5 separate regions of the Mus musculus genome follow, and regions 2, 3, 4 and 5 are each linked to region 1. The links are chromatin contacts, called in public promoter capture Hi-C maps. All regions are on one chromosome and are shown on one strand. Each heading gives the region's core, a stretch centred on a gene start, on an enhancer-like site or on the middle of the called end of the contact. The rest is flanking DNA. Distances are from core to core; before and after follow the strand shown.

The links. Promoter capture Hi-C pulls out the DNA fragments that hold promoters and counts their contacts. Capture Hi-C pulls out chosen DNA fragments and counts their contacts.
Region 2: a contact with region 1 is called in a promoter capture Hi-C map of liver, with 3 times the contacts expected there. The contact joins the promoter of Zfp14 here to the promoter of Dyrk1b in region 1. A contact is called at or near these places in 2 of 39 promoter capture datasets (cranial neural crest and liver), 1 of 115 datasets of contacts at active chromatin or transcription factors (astrocytes) and 1 of 9 other capture datasets (liver).
Region 3: a promoter capture Hi-C map of liver shows a contact between it and region 1, with 4 times the contacts expected there. The contact joins the promoter of Psmd8 here to the promoter of Dyrk1b in region 1. A contact is called at or near these places in 1 of 39 promoter capture datasets (erythroid cells), 1 of 484 Hi-C or Micro-C datasets (CD8 T cells), 1 of 115 datasets of contacts at active chromatin or transcription factors (large pre-B cells) and 1 of 9 other capture datasets (liver).
Region 4: a promoter capture Hi-C map of adipose tissue shows a contact between it and region 1, with 3 times the contacts expected there. The contact joins the promoter of Zfp566 here to the promoter of Dyrk1b in region 1. A contact is called at or near these places in 2 of 39 promoter capture datasets (hippocampal neurons and liver), 1 of 484 Hi-C or Micro-C datasets (CD4 T cells), 1 of 115 datasets of contacts at active chromatin or transcription factors (astrocytes) and 2 of 9 other capture datasets (adipose tissue and liver).
Region 5: a contact with region 1 is called in a promoter capture Hi-C map of adipose tissue, with 2.2 times the contacts expected there. The contact joins the promoter of Yif1b here to the promoter of Dyrk1b in region 1. A contact is called at or near these places in 1 of 39 promoter capture datasets (liver), 3 of 484 Hi-C or Micro-C datasets (CD4 T cells and erythroblasts) and 2 of 9 other capture datasets (adipose tissue and liver).

The regions. Positions count from the first base shown.
Region 1 is chr7:28,178,890-28,181,589 of GRCm38.p6, forward strand. It overlaps Dyrk1b (dual-specificity tyrosine-(Y)-phosphorylation regulated kinase 1b), which reads left to right and starts at 1,427. Exons shown (of 11, transcript NM_001271370.1): 1 at 1,427-1,537; 2 at 2,620-2,700. The coding sequence starts at 1,459. It overlaps Fbl (fibrillarin), which reads left to right. Exons shown (of 9, transcript NM_007991.3): 8 at 9-154; 9 at 242-380. The coding sequence ends at 266.
Region 2 is chr7:30,049,957-30,052,656 of GRCm38.p6, forward strand. Zfp14 (zinc finger protein 14) reads right to left here and starts at 1,440. Exons shown (of 5, transcript NM_178733.5): 1 at 1,389-1,440.
Region 3 is chr7:29,179,294-29,181,993 of GRCm38.p6, forward strand. Psmd8 (proteasome (prosome, macropain) 26S subunit, non-ATPase, 8) reads right to left here and starts at 1,380. Exons shown (of 7, transcript NM_026545.3): 1 at 984-1,380. The coding sequence starts at 1,352. It overlaps Catsperg1 (cation channel sperm associated auxiliary subunit gamma 1), which reads right to left. Exons shown (of 28, transcript NM_001368407.1): 28 at 2,239-2,633. The coding sequence ends at 2,379.
Region 4 is chr7:30,089,233-30,091,932 of GRCm38.p6, forward strand. Zfp566 (zinc finger protein 566) reads right to left here and starts at 1,278. Exons shown (of 4, transcript NM_152814.2): 1 at 1,056-1,278.
Region 5 is chr7:29,236,946-29,239,645 of GRCm38.p6, forward strand. It overlaps Yif1b (Yip1 interacting factor homolog B (S. cerevisiae)), which reads left to right and starts at 1,378. Exons shown (of 8, transcript NM_001110201.1): 1 at 1,378-1,491. The coding sequence starts at 1,446.

The DNA of each region.
Region 1 (2,700 bases), core at 177-2,676:
CTTTCTAGGCCAACTGCATTGACTCCACTGCGTCAGCAGAGGCTGTGTTTGCATCTGAAGTGAAGAAGATGCAGCAGGAGAACATGAAGCCGCAGGAGCAGCTGACGCTAGAGCCTTATGAGCGAGACCACGCCGTGGTTGTCGGTGTGTACAGGTGAGTGTCACAACAGACCTCTCCCTTACCTGTGGCCCTGAGAAGCCAAAAGTGGTTACAACTCGACCCCCTCTGATTTCCTCACAGGCCACCTCCCAAGGTGAAGAACTGAAACTCAGAGCTGTCTGGATTGAAGAGATGTGTGTTGTTACTGTTGCACGTGTGGCTTGTGATTTTTTGGGGGCGGGGGAGTTGTTTTGTTTTTCTATTAAAAGACTCATCTGTCTCCCCTGTCTGGTGCCTATTGCTAAGTGGCCTCGAGACGCATGCGCCCTTGATCAACTTTGTGTGCTTCGGGGGGTGGTGCCTGGAAAGTTTCATCCGGTCACATGGTGCATGCTCCATTGGTGGCTGCTCCGCACGTGCGCGGCTCAGCACCCTTAAGGCGCAGGCGCACTGTGCTCCGCTAGGTCACGTGAATGATGTGGGGGCGGAGCCGGGGCAGGGGGGCCGGTTTGTTGTGGTCGCCATTTTGCTGGTTGCATTACTGGGTAATCGGGGCCCTGGCTCGCCGCGTCCACCGGACACCCTCAGCCAGTGGGCAGGTCTGAGCTCGGGCTCCCCGAGCAGTTTGAATCCCCTTACCCACGCCCTCAGGTAAGGGTGCTGCGACGGGCGGGGCGGCACGCTTGGGTGGGGGGCAGGCCGGGAACCGCCCTGCCCGTCCCCGCGAGATTTAGCAAGGGAAAGGAGGGGGCTTTGGGCCGTTGCAGCGGAGTCCGGCTCTTCATAGCTGGATTCCTGGAAGAGGCTGAGCCCGAGGGAGCCGTCCTGAGAGGGAGTCGGGGAGGGGGCAGCCAGGCCCCACTCCCGCCCTTTGTTTGGGCTCGGCTGCGCTGGCCGCTTCGCTGTCGCCTAGCAACAGCTGCCCTGAGTGCTAATTGGTTAAGCTCTTGGCAGCAACAACCAATGGCGCGGTTGTTGCCATGGGAGGTGCGGCCTGCCGGGCTCTCTTGGGCCCCGCCCGCCGGGACTCCACTGGCCGGGGCGGGCCTGCCGGGTGGGGGGCGGGACGCCAGGGTCCCTGGGGGCGGGTGGCCACGCGGGGCGGGGCTGGGCCGTAGGGCGAGGGTTAACCCGCCCCTCCCCCGTCCACCTGCTGTCCCCTTCCCCCGCGTGCCCTGGTCTGACCCTCGTCCCCTCCTTTCCCCGCCCCTCCCCCTCGGTGGCAGTGGCGGCGGCTGCTGTTGTCACCCACCGGGCCGCCTGTCCCGCTTGCCCTCACCGCCGCGGGGCTGGCTAGGCTAGCCGGGCCGGGGACAGGCGGCCACCTCCTCATCGCCGCCGCCACCACCACCGCCGCCATGCTGGCCGCTCGCCCACCGCACTGGGGTCCCCATCGCGCTCCAGCCCCCCGTGGGCCCAGCGCCATCCCTGACCCGGGTAGGGGTGGGAGCTGTAAGAGCTGGTCCTAGTGTGGGAGGGCTCGGGAAGAGGTTGTTTATCTGTGAAGCCCCAATAAAGGGGACCTGGAGTGGCAAGACATAGCATAGAAGGGGATCTGACAAGGGGGAGGCTCCTAAGAAGGGGATTTTGTTCCGAAGGACACTTTTAGTGAGTGAAGTCTTGTGCGATATTTAGGGATTTGGCTGTCAGGCCCTTCTAGGAATAGGCTCAATTGTGGAATGACCCAGCGTAGAAATAGAGGAGCTAGCAAGGACCTCAGGGTAAAGAAGAAAAAGACCGTGACTCTTAGATGTTGAAAAATGACACCTCTCCCTTGTTTTCCTGAGGAGTAGGGGTCTTGGAGTAATGGGGGAATCCTAGTGGGATAAATATAGACTGCTTAAAAGAAGGATCTCTGGTTCCAGAGACCTCATATAGGGAGCAGGGAGCGGTCTTGGAGTATGGAGTCGGTCCCAGGGGAAAGTGCCGAGGTGGTTGAAACATCTATAGCTTGCATGTAAAGGAGTTCTCAGATAACCTTGGGTTTGCTGGGAGGTCCATAAGGACTGCTATGTTCTTTAGAATAGAAAGAAACTAGTGGGTAGACTGGGCTTGAAATTGGGCCCTTGGTGTTGAGGGAAGACGGTGTGAGGGCGGGGCCTTATCTGAGGGACTCAGGCTGGCCACCAGTAAAATTTTGAAGGACTGAGTTCTACTGCCCAGACTCTACACGGTTTCTGCCTTCTTTTGCTCTCCTAATTCCTGGCCTCTTTCTATCCCTCCTGCCCTGGCCTTGTACCCACCCTCTCCCACCCCTGTCTGGCTCTGATGGCTCCCTTTTACATCTCTGGATGTGATGCTTCATTCATTTTTTTTGGCTCCTCATTTGTTGAGAGACACGCTGTGCTAACCCACTTGCTACCCTTTCTGTTTGTACATGGCTACCTGGTGCTGGTGCTCTGCCCTGTCCCCTGTCTCCCCCTGGTCCTGCCCCTAACTCATACCCACCTCTTCTGACTGACCCTGACCTACATGCCTTCTTGTTCCATGTTGTCTTCCCACTTCCTACCTGCTCTCAGGTCTCAGCGGCGGTGGCAGCCGAGGTGCAGGATGCGAGAAGGCGCCCCCCGGCCGGGCTCCCGCTCCAGGCCTCACGCCCC
Region 2 (2,700 bases), core at 190-2,689, 1.9 Mb after region 1:
GCACACATTGCAGCCTGGAGGCTGAGGCAGGAGGATCACCCACAAATTTGAGATCACATGGGTTACAGTGAATTCCTGGTCAGTATAGGTACAAATTGTTTAAAACAAGAACAAAACGTGCTATTCTGGTAAGAAGCGTGGTTTAGCAAAGGAATCTTCCACAGTAATTAAAAACGAACTAGCAAAGCAGGCTTCGTGGATAAGAAAGCTGCAGCCTGGAATGCAGAGATGGATCAGCGGGTTACACTCTCAGCACCTACGTGACTGCTGTAACTCCAGTTCCAGAGAATCCGATGCCCTCTTCAGGGCTCCTCAGGCGCAGTCACACTCAGTGGTGCACAGAAAGAAAAGCAGACAGAAACACTCACATACGTAAAAAACGAACATGTTAAAAATTTAAAACCTGTGAGGCTGGAAACAGCTGTACTGCTAGGAGCAGTGGCTGCTCTAGCAGAGGATGCAAGTGTGATTCCCCGTACTCACATGGTGTTTCACGACCGTCTATAACTCCAGTTCCTGGGAATCAGACACCTTCTCCTGGCTTCTGCTGGTATGTGTATACACACAAATACACACACACACACACACACACACACACACATAAAAAAGAAAAAATACAAAAGACATTTGTAACCACACAAAGAGGGCCTGGACCCGCATTTAATCAGAGACATAATCTCTGAGTGATGCTTACTATCAGTCTGCATGAATCTGTCTCCTCTACCCTGACCAAGATAACACCAAACCGCTGCTTCTTTCCAAGCTAACTTCATTTTCACTTTCACAGTAATGAGGAGTAAATGTCCCCATGCCTGGAAAAACAAGGAGTACACTTCATAGGACAACGAGAAAGAAGAAAGTTAGGCTATTTTTTTTTCCGCAGTAATGTTGGGTCTCTATGTATGCAACAACAATCGTTTCCTGCTTTTATTCCCTCGCCTTCCCTAAAATGAACAAGTCTGGGGAAAAGGTCAAACCGGGAAGGTGCGGGCTTGGTAGCCTGGGGACACACCCCTCGCGACCAGCCCTTCCACACACATAACCTACTGGAAATGGAGCGCCGCGGATGGAGAGGACACTGGCCGCCACCGGAGGGGCAGGTTTGACAGGCGACGGCCACCGGGGCTGCCTGGCGGGGAGGGAGCGCGTACAAAGCAGCCCTGCGGTGGCAGCTGCGCTGTCTTTTTGTACGGAGGGCCCTCACTCTGAGGTTCACACACAGAACTCAGAGCCATGCTGGGCCTCTGGGCTCTGCAGCGGGAAGACGGAGGATGCAACGGGGTACGCGGTGTCCACTCAGCGTCACCGACTCCAAGTCTCTCAAGCCAACTAAAGACAAACCTACGCTGCCCCCGCGACAATTTCCTCAGTGCAAGGGACCAACTCACCTCTCAGAGCGGACCGGCGCTAAGCAGCCGGAAGGATGCTGCGCAGAGGCCTGTGGGAAATGTAGTCCATGGTGGGAAAGACTGGGCCAACGCAGCGGAGTGCGCAAGCGTGCTCGGGGCTGTGATGGGTGGAGGCCTCTGGGTGTGATCTTGGACCAGCTGGAAGGGCTAGGAGATTCCGCTGCCCTCTGCCCCCAAATCCCCACCCCAAACCTAGCTCACTGGGCTGGGGGTTGTGTCGTTGCCCTACCAGGGCTGAGAACACCATCATCACATTATCACATGCTTAATATGTGAGATAAGCATATTCTCACCCCAGCGAGGGTGTAGGCATGATCAGGGAACTCAGTAAAATACATTCTCCAAAGGTGCAGTCCCACATCTACCCAGGGAAAGGTTGCTCAGGCTCCTTGGAGTTCCCGCTGCCTCTGCTTTCTCCCACTGTCCCTTCTAGCCGTTGTGTATATTGGTCTAGTCGTTGGTATTGGCCTTAGGTTTTGTTTTGCAAACTGGAGATGAAGCCAAGACCTCTAAGACTGGAAAGATAATTATGCTTTCTTCTATCACAGTGGTTCTCAACCTGTTGGTCGAGATCCCCCCCCCCCTTGGGGGTCAAATGACCTTTCACAGGGACCACCTAAGACCATCAGAAAACACAGATATTTACATTAGGATTCCTAACAGTAGCAAAATTACAGTTATAAAGTAGTACCGAAAATAATTATATAGCTTGTGGATCACCACAACATGAGGAACTGTATTAATGGGTCGCAGCTTTAGGGAGGTTGAGAACCACTGCTCTAACATTTTCTTGTGTTTGTGCCAGGCCTCATCCGGTCTTCAGGAGACTGAAGCATGCAGACTGCAAATTCAAGATGAATGGAAAAAAAAAAAAAAAAAAGGAGGACATGACTGCTCCCAAGGGATTGAGATCTAAGAGAGAGCACTGGCAGGGGCGTCTGAAAGTAACCAGGGTGGCCATGACTGCCGGACTAAATGGGGCCATGTGAGGGGAGGGGGTGGGGTGTAGGACAGGCTAGAAGCCAAGAGGCCAAGTGCAGCGGGCAAGAGGTAACAAAAGGACCTTGTGCCCAAAATGACTGGGTTATACAGGAATCACAGAAGCTGGGAGATGGGAAGCCCAGGCCTGGGCTACAGAGTTTGGGATAGTGGGGGGCAAGGTATATCAGCCAGGATGTCTCTGTAATAGGTGCTGGGGATGTTGAAAGATCCTCATCGATCCTCTTGTTTCTTTCCAGAGCGCTGTTATTACAGGCATCCGTCAACATTCCCAGCGTTGGGACGTTAGTTT
Region 3 (2,700 bases), core at 130-2,629, 1.0 Mb after region 1:
AAGCTTGCATGCATCCTAACCCACACAACTGCCATGAATATTAGTGGAGTCAGACCTTGTAAAGCAAACACCAAAGGGCCCAAGAACACGGAGCGTACCAATTGGATTACCTCATCTTACAAATATTAGTAACTCCACTGAGAAACACGAGGCACTTGGTGCCTGACCCAGGGGGATCATGGGGTAGGGAGACGCCCATGACCTCAATTCTTCCTGTTGCTATATTTAGCTTGTTTTAGGTTTCTCTCTTGTTTAAGACAGCATCTCCCCAGGCAGGCCAATCTAGTCTAGAACTGGAGAGCCTGGTGTGAGCCTCTCGAGTGCTAGGATTACAAGTGTGGGACATCGTGTTCAGCCATTATATGCAGGTCTGGGAAGACCTCCACCACAGTGTGCCCGAGAAGGGGTAACAAGGAATGTGGGGCATTCCTTTTCCCTCCCCCCCCAGTCCATCCCAGACACCATTCCTTAGTAAACTTGGGAACCTAACACATATTTTGTTGTTGTTTACTTATTATTATTATATATATATTTTGAGACGAAGTCTATGTAGCCCAGCCTCCTCAAACTCGCTATTGAAGACCAGACTGGCCTTCTATCCGCCTGAGTGTGTTTACAACCGAAACGTGTGCTCTTCTAGGTTCGTTTTTGGCTTCAAACTGTTCCTGTTGCCCCTCTTCACACAGGTGTTTCCTAACCTCTGCTCCCTCACAGCTTACCTGGGCTTTATTTGCCACACATTCCCTCAACGTCCCGTCACCTCAGACTTATTCTTTTCACTATCTCCCCGTTTGTCACTGATCCCACTCCTTCCTGCCTCCCTCCAAGTAACAAAGCTCGAACCATCTCATTCGATTCTGCCAGAACCAATCTTTCCATCATCACTCCCTTAACGACACCTCAGGGCCCGCTCTACCAGCCTCGATCTCCCGTCTGTCACCTTCCCCCAGGCATTAGGCATCTAGGACCCGGCGACCTCTTACCTTCAGGCGGCCCAGTTCTTCTCCACATTTACTAAGGTTCGGGTTCTTCCGGTTCCACTCGTCCTTGAGTTGCTCGTACATGCCGGCCGCTGCCTGCAGGATCCCGACCGAGGTGGCCGCGGGTCCGGAGCTCGAGACGGTGGTCGACCCGTTCACCGTAGCCGCTGTGGCCGCCATCTTCCGTGATGCGGCAAGCCGCCGACCCGACTTACGGCAGCGACGCCGGGCAATGGACTCCCGGCGGAAATGAGGCCGGGAGGTGGAGCCCAAAACTGGAGGCGGAGCTACCACTGCCAGTTTCCGCCCCCCGCGGGAGGAGCGCCGCGGCTCTCCTCGGGGTGTCTTCGCAGCCCGACCCTTAATGAACATGCCGCAGCTCCGCCTCTGCTGTCATTCAAAATGGCGAACGGAAGTCCGTTCGCTCCAACTGAAAACAATGCCCACAATGTCCCGCCCACCTGTAGTCACCATGGCCACCCTCGCTGGCTTCGGCCTGTGGAATGTCCATCTTAAGGGTACCGCCTCTACGTCAAGGGGTGGCGATGTGGAGCCATTTGGAAAACTTGTCAGGTGTCACTACATAGGCAGGCTGAGAGAGGACTAGCAGGTGAGATTTAAGATTAGGCGTTCGTGTTTATCAGAGCATCATTCTTCCACGTTTTTTTCAGACTCTTTAAAAAGATTTATTTATTCATTTTATGTATATAAGTACACTGTGGCTGTCTTCAGACACCCCAGAAGAGGGTATTTGATCCCTTTATGGATGGTTGTGAGCCACCATGTGGTTGCTGGGAATTTTAGTCAGGGCTTCTGGAAGAGCAGTCAGTGCTCTTAACCACTGAGCCATTTCTCTTATTTTCTCTTATTCCATTTTTTTCTTATTTTTGAAATTAAAATAGAATTACAGACCGAGCTTTGTGGTTCACGCTTTTAATCCCAGCACTTGGGATGCAGAGGCAGGCGGATCTCTGAGTTCCAGGCCAGCCTGGCCTACAGGCATGCGTGTGTGTGTGTGTGTGTGTGTGTGTGTGTGTGCGTGCATGTGCCCATGTTGAGGTCAGAGGACAGCTTCACAGAGTCGGCTCTCTCTTTAGATCTCATGAGGCCTGGGGATCAAACCCAGGTTGTCAGGCTTGAGAGCTCCTTTATCTGCTGTGCCATCTTGAAAATAAAAGATTCTGACATCATTCTGACAGTTAACTACAGCTGTGCTGGTACAAACCAAGCGGACGTGAGCCTTTCTGAGGACTCGGGACTGATTCTGCAAGGAGGCTTTATTAGGGTCTGAATGAGACATGAGCATTCTAGCCAACCAGAAAGTCCTGGGGAGGTGGCAGGCTGCATTCCCATGAGGAGAGGCCTAAGGGTTCATGAGGAAGAGTACAGACCAGGGACTCAGGCCACCTTTGCTCTCTTAGCTTGAACATTGTCCTCTTTGGTACCTGGTCTGGAGGGACCCTCAAAACTTCCCTCTGAGCTGTGAGAATGGAGGGTGAAGCCCCCAGAAGAGGAGGAAGATGAATAGGTCTCTGGTGCCATCATGTTGTGAATCTTCCAGCGAAATGAGACCCAGGCCTTCACTATGTGAGGCCACACGAGGCAGAACAGGATGTAGAAGACAACCAGGGCTATAAAGAAGCTGGTAGACACCTGCAAGCCCAGTACAACAGTCACAAGGGGTCGGGGTTGGGGTTGGGGTATAGTAGTAGGTGAACCC
Region 4 (2,700 bases), core at 28-2,527, 1.9 Mb after region 1:
CCAGCAGTGGATGGAGGCAGATGCAGAGAGCCACACTCATCAGGTGGAGCTTGGGGAGTCTTGTGGAAGAGTATGGGATAGAAGTGAGCAAGCCAGAGGGGTCAAGGATACCACAAGAAGACCCAGAGTCAACTGACCTGGGAGCATGGAGGTTCACAGAGCCTGGGTCACCAACCAGGGAGCATGGAAGAGCTGGACCTAAGCACACTCCCCACCCCACGCCTACACGTTTGTAGCAAGTGTGAGCTTGGTGTTTATGTGGGTCCCCCTAAGAAGTGGAGCGGGGGTTGTCTCCATCTCTGTTCCCTGTCATTGGATCACCCCCTACTTCGACTGCCTGATTGTGCTTCCTAGACCTGCTGGGACTAGGTGCCCCAGGGAGGGGTGGTACCCAGAGGGACTCTCCTGCCCAGAGGACAAGGTAAGGGGGAGATGGAGGGAGGGATTTGTAAGGGTAGGACTGGGAAGCGAGGAAGGAGGGTGGCTGAGATTAGGATGTAAAGTGAATTTTTAAAAGTAAACATTAAAAACAGTTGGAAATACTCATATGGCTACCCTTAATAGTCGAGATGTATAAATGCTTCAGATCCTGAAATATCAAACAGCACAAAGACTCAGTTAAGCCGCTATCCCACTTAACACGGGGAAGTCCTACACAGCTGTCCAAATAAACAAAGTAAAAGACAAAGAAAAGCATGATAGCTCACAAATGAACCTCTAAAATGAGCAAAGGCTAAAGAAGAATGCACGCAAGATACACATTCAAAACTTCACACTCACAACCCACACACAGACCCACAACAGAGACACTCGGCTATCGGAAACCTACCTACGAGAAGACAGGACTACCTACTAGGGGCTCAAAAAGTAACTTAAGCACAACTTCACTTTTACCACACAGAATCCACAGGTATCTGCGCCTGCACTGTGCTGCACGTGGTCACAACATCACACAGTCGCACGCCCCTACAGAGACAGAACACTCACCCAGTCAGCAGCTCTCCACATCCACACACAATGCCGCACGTGTCCCCAGCTCGCTCCCTCCCACTCACCAAGGGGTGGTGGCCGCCACGGTGTTAGCAGAAACTGATGCTCATCACCAGTCCAGCCCCTTAGCGCCGCGATCACTGTTCACAAATTAGCCGCACAATTCCGACTCCTCTGCCGCACAAAGCCCAGCCTCGGCGTTCGCCCCGCCTCCTCCCGGGTTCCGCACCAAAGGCCTTCCTTGCAAGCTGCCAAAGCCCTGCAATCCTTCAGTGCACCTCCCCTCTTGCCAGCAAAGCTCTGAAGTCACGCCAGGCGCGTGATCTTCCCGCGAGAAGCCAGGGAGCCCTCTGGGAAATGTAGTCAGTCCGAGGGAACGCGGCAGACAAGATGGCTCCCGATGGGCGGGGCTTCTAACGGTCCCTCAGTGTGGTGGACGAGCGGAGGACACCCCAAATAGAAACGCATCCTCAGGATACATGGAACCCTATATCAGCTTCCACTACTGCATTTAAAATCATTCAAAAAAGTTAGGAATCTGTTGATTTCCCGGACTTTTGGTATTATCTGTAGAGGATAGACTGCATCAGGAAAGGGGCGGAGAACTGGTAGGGGGCGGAGTGTGATTTGCATAGTAAGCATAATCATGCGGCTGAGACTTCTAGTAATATAATTCAGTGCAATACGAAAAAAAATATATTGAAGGGGGAAAGTTATCTCAATTTCTCAGAGAGCTAAGCCTTTGCTTGGCCACCTCTAGCGGCCGAGTTTCCCCCCGCCCCAGAAGTGTGCAGGAACAGATCTCCTCCGCAGATGTGTGACTTGTTCTGGACATGCATTTGGCTTGGTACTCATTAGCAGGTCCTGTAGGTTGAAAGGGTGGATACCAGGACCACACCTTGGATTCCCACATGCTTCTAATGCTAGCCCGCAGGAGGAGCAGGAGGATCAGGGTCATCCCTGGCTACTGAGAGGTAGTTACATTAAAAACTACAGTGGAACACTTGGAGAAAGCATCTTCCTTTGAAGTGATTTCCATAACCAATAAATATACCTAGTCCAGGAGATAACAAGTCAGTCGGTCTGAAAAAGACATTAAAGTTGGGGCTAGAGAGATGACTCAGCGATTAAGAGCACTGGCTTCTCTTCCAGAGGACCTGAGTTCAATACCCAGCCACCACATAGTGGCTCACAATCATCTATAAGAGGATATGATGCCCTCTTCTGGCCTACAGATGTATATGCAGCAGAGCACTCACATTAAATCTTTTAAAACGACATTGAAGTTAAAAGACTACATCTCTGTATAAATCAAGATTTTCTCTTCAGAAAATAGGGACAACACGGCTTACCTCACTTCTCTGTTAATTGCAAAGCTGCCACAGTCCTAACGAAATAGATACTATAAAGACATGAAGATCTTATAAGGATATGAAGTTACCCAGAATAGAATGGAGCTGAGGGAGAGCTGCCGGTAGACTACCCCAATGATAACGGGTATACTAACCAGGCATGTTAGAGGGAAGTGAAGTTTGGGATTGCTGGGTGCGGAGATTTGAATGAGCTGGCTCATAGGCTCATACATTTGAATGCTTAGTCATTAGTTTATGGAACTGCCTGGGATGGGTTAGGGGATATGGCCATGTTAGAGGAGGTGTGTTATTATTGGAGGGTGGGCTTTGAGGTTTCAAAAGCCCATACCAGGCTCAG
Region 5 (2,700 bases), core at 128-2,627, 1.1 Mb after region 1:
GAAGTCAACCTAGACTGTGTAATGCCCTTTCTCAAATCAAAAGAGGTAGGGGCATACTAAGGAAGAGAAAAAGAGACACTGAGGGACACACAGGAGGAAGTTAGTTTTCAGGGTTCTATGCTCAAAGTTGTGCTTGTGTGCATTCAACTGTGAGGGCTGTATGCACCTCTGGTGGACAGAAAGCTTGAAGGAAAAGAGCCATGTGAGAACATTTTTATGAACTTCTGGGAAATTGCCTAAAGGTACCTTCGAAGAAAGTTACCAGTTCTTCTGAACTAATATGCTGAGGGCCTCTTTTTCAATCTTTTTTTTTTTTTTAAAGATTTTATTTATAGTAAGTACACTGTAGCTATCTTCAGACACACCAGAAGAGGGAGTCAGATCTTGTTACGGATGGTTGTGAGCCACCATGTGGTTGCTGGGATTTGAACTCTGGACCTTCGGAAGAGCAGTCAGGTGCTCTTACCCACTGAGCCATCTCACCAGCCCCAATCTTTTTTTTTTTTTTTTTTTGTAAGACTAGAGCTCACTATGTTCAAAGCCAGTACTCGTGACTTTTTTTTTTAAAGATTTATTTATTATGATACATAAGTACACTGTAGCTGACTTCAAACGCAGCAGAAGAGGGCGTCAGATCTCATTACAGTTGGTTGTGAGCCACCATGTGGTTGCTGGGATTTGAACTCAGGACCTTTGGAAGGACAGTCAGTGCTCTTACCCGCTGAGCCATCTCACCAGCCCACTCATGACTTTCTTTTTCAGCTTCCTCAGTATTGGGAATACAGAAGTGATCCACTAAGCTAAACTTTGTTTCTCAGCCTAAATGGGCCCTGGTGCCGCATTCCTTTAATCCTGAGCCAGACAGATCTCTGTGAGTTCCAGGCCAGCCTGGTCTACAGAGTGAGTTCCAAATCAGCTAAGGCTACACAGAGAAACCCTGTCTCGAAAAAAACCAACCAACCAACCAAATAAATAAATAAATAAATAATAAAAATGAGTGCTGCGTCTGTGTAAACGATAGATGAGCCGGCATAACTGCAATAATCCATCATTCTCCCCGCCTTTCACGCTTCTTCAGCCTCCCTGTGCTCTCAGTTAACTAAATCGAGTGCCTGCCTGTAAAGAACTACATTTTCCGTCGACTTCGGGCTCAACAATAGGAACGTTTCCTTCCTGCCTGAAGTCTTCTCCTCCTAGATCGCACCAAGCTCCGCCCTGCTGCCGCTAAGGTACGGCCTCTTCCCTTACGTCATTGGCCTCAGTTCCCGCCTCTTATGTAAGCCGACGCCCACTCAACCAGGCTGCACCCCCTCCAGAGGGTGTGGCTTTCTTGCGCTATCGTGAGACCTATTGGGTCTCTCGATACTACTGGGGCGTGGCTACGGGAACCGGGCGGGCCCATTCCAAACTGCGGCTGTGGCGTTCTCGGCCGTGGCATCTAAAGCATGCACGCGACAGGTTTGGCGGCGCCGGCGGGGACGCCCCGGCTGCGTAAGTGGCGTACGTGGCTGGCTGAGGAGATCGGGCGGGCGAGGGGTGTGGCGGGGCCGTCGCGGCGGTTGGCGAGGTCACTCCAGGTCGGACGGAGGTCACGAGATCCCGGACCTGGAGTTTCTAGGTGTGCACAGCCCAGGGATGCCAAGTCCGGGTAGGGGGCGCATCGCGGGTAGGTTCTTTAAAAAAAATTCCTTTAAAAGAAAGCAAGTTGGAGGAAAATGTAGTGCGGTGTTCAGAGAAACGCTACTTCCATTCATTTGCAGTCAGCGATTTGACCTCCTGTGCTACCCACCTTTCCGAGACTCTTCAGTGCTTAGGAACTGTCACCCACGCTCCACAGTACGGCCCCTGGGCACTCCCTGTGCGGACAGGGCCATATTTACATCCCATTTAAGAACACAACCAGTACTTATTGTCCTGCTAACCTCCTTTTTCCAGCTTCGTTAACCTCTTTTCCCAGATGTAAATTTGAATTCCTCTTGGTCTCTCAATATCTATGTCCTGTTTGTTTCATTTATTCATCTAACATAACTTGCTCCTGTGAACCCTGTGCCAGGCCCTGGGCTGGAATTTGGGTACACACTAGTAACCACCAAAGCCCTGGTCCTTGCTTTCTTACAGCTAGAGTTCAGGAGGAAGATAGACACTTTCCAAGGAAGGAAACTTGTCGGTCAACTAGAGTAGTAAGAACCAGTGTGTGTGGTGTGTGTGTGTGTGTGTGTGTGTGTGTGTGTGTAGTCCTGATTGTGACTAGGGTTTGAGGAGGCTCCATTTACCCCTTCACTCCTTAGTGTCTGGCCGGCCTGTGATATGTGACCAGCTAGCATTTATTCCTGTCATAAAGCTGCCAGTACAGAGCAATGGAACTGCTGTGATAGAAGCATGGGGGAGGGTTCATGGTGCACACCTGTAACCCTAGCACTTGGGAGTCGACTTTGAATGCCTGCCTGGGCAACATGTGTTTAAAGTAAACAGTGTGAGAAGTCAGGGGTGGATTCCCAGAGATGGCTCCAGTAAGGGCACTTGCCACCAAGCCTGACTACCTGAGATGGATCTATGGTGGACGGACACACACACACACACAAAGATGAGTTAGTTCCTTTTAATAGAGTGCTGGACAGATGATGTAGAGTGCACAGGCAGATAGGTTGGGGCTGGGATGGAGATGTGGAACTCAGTTGTTGACTGGAAGTATCCTTGAGT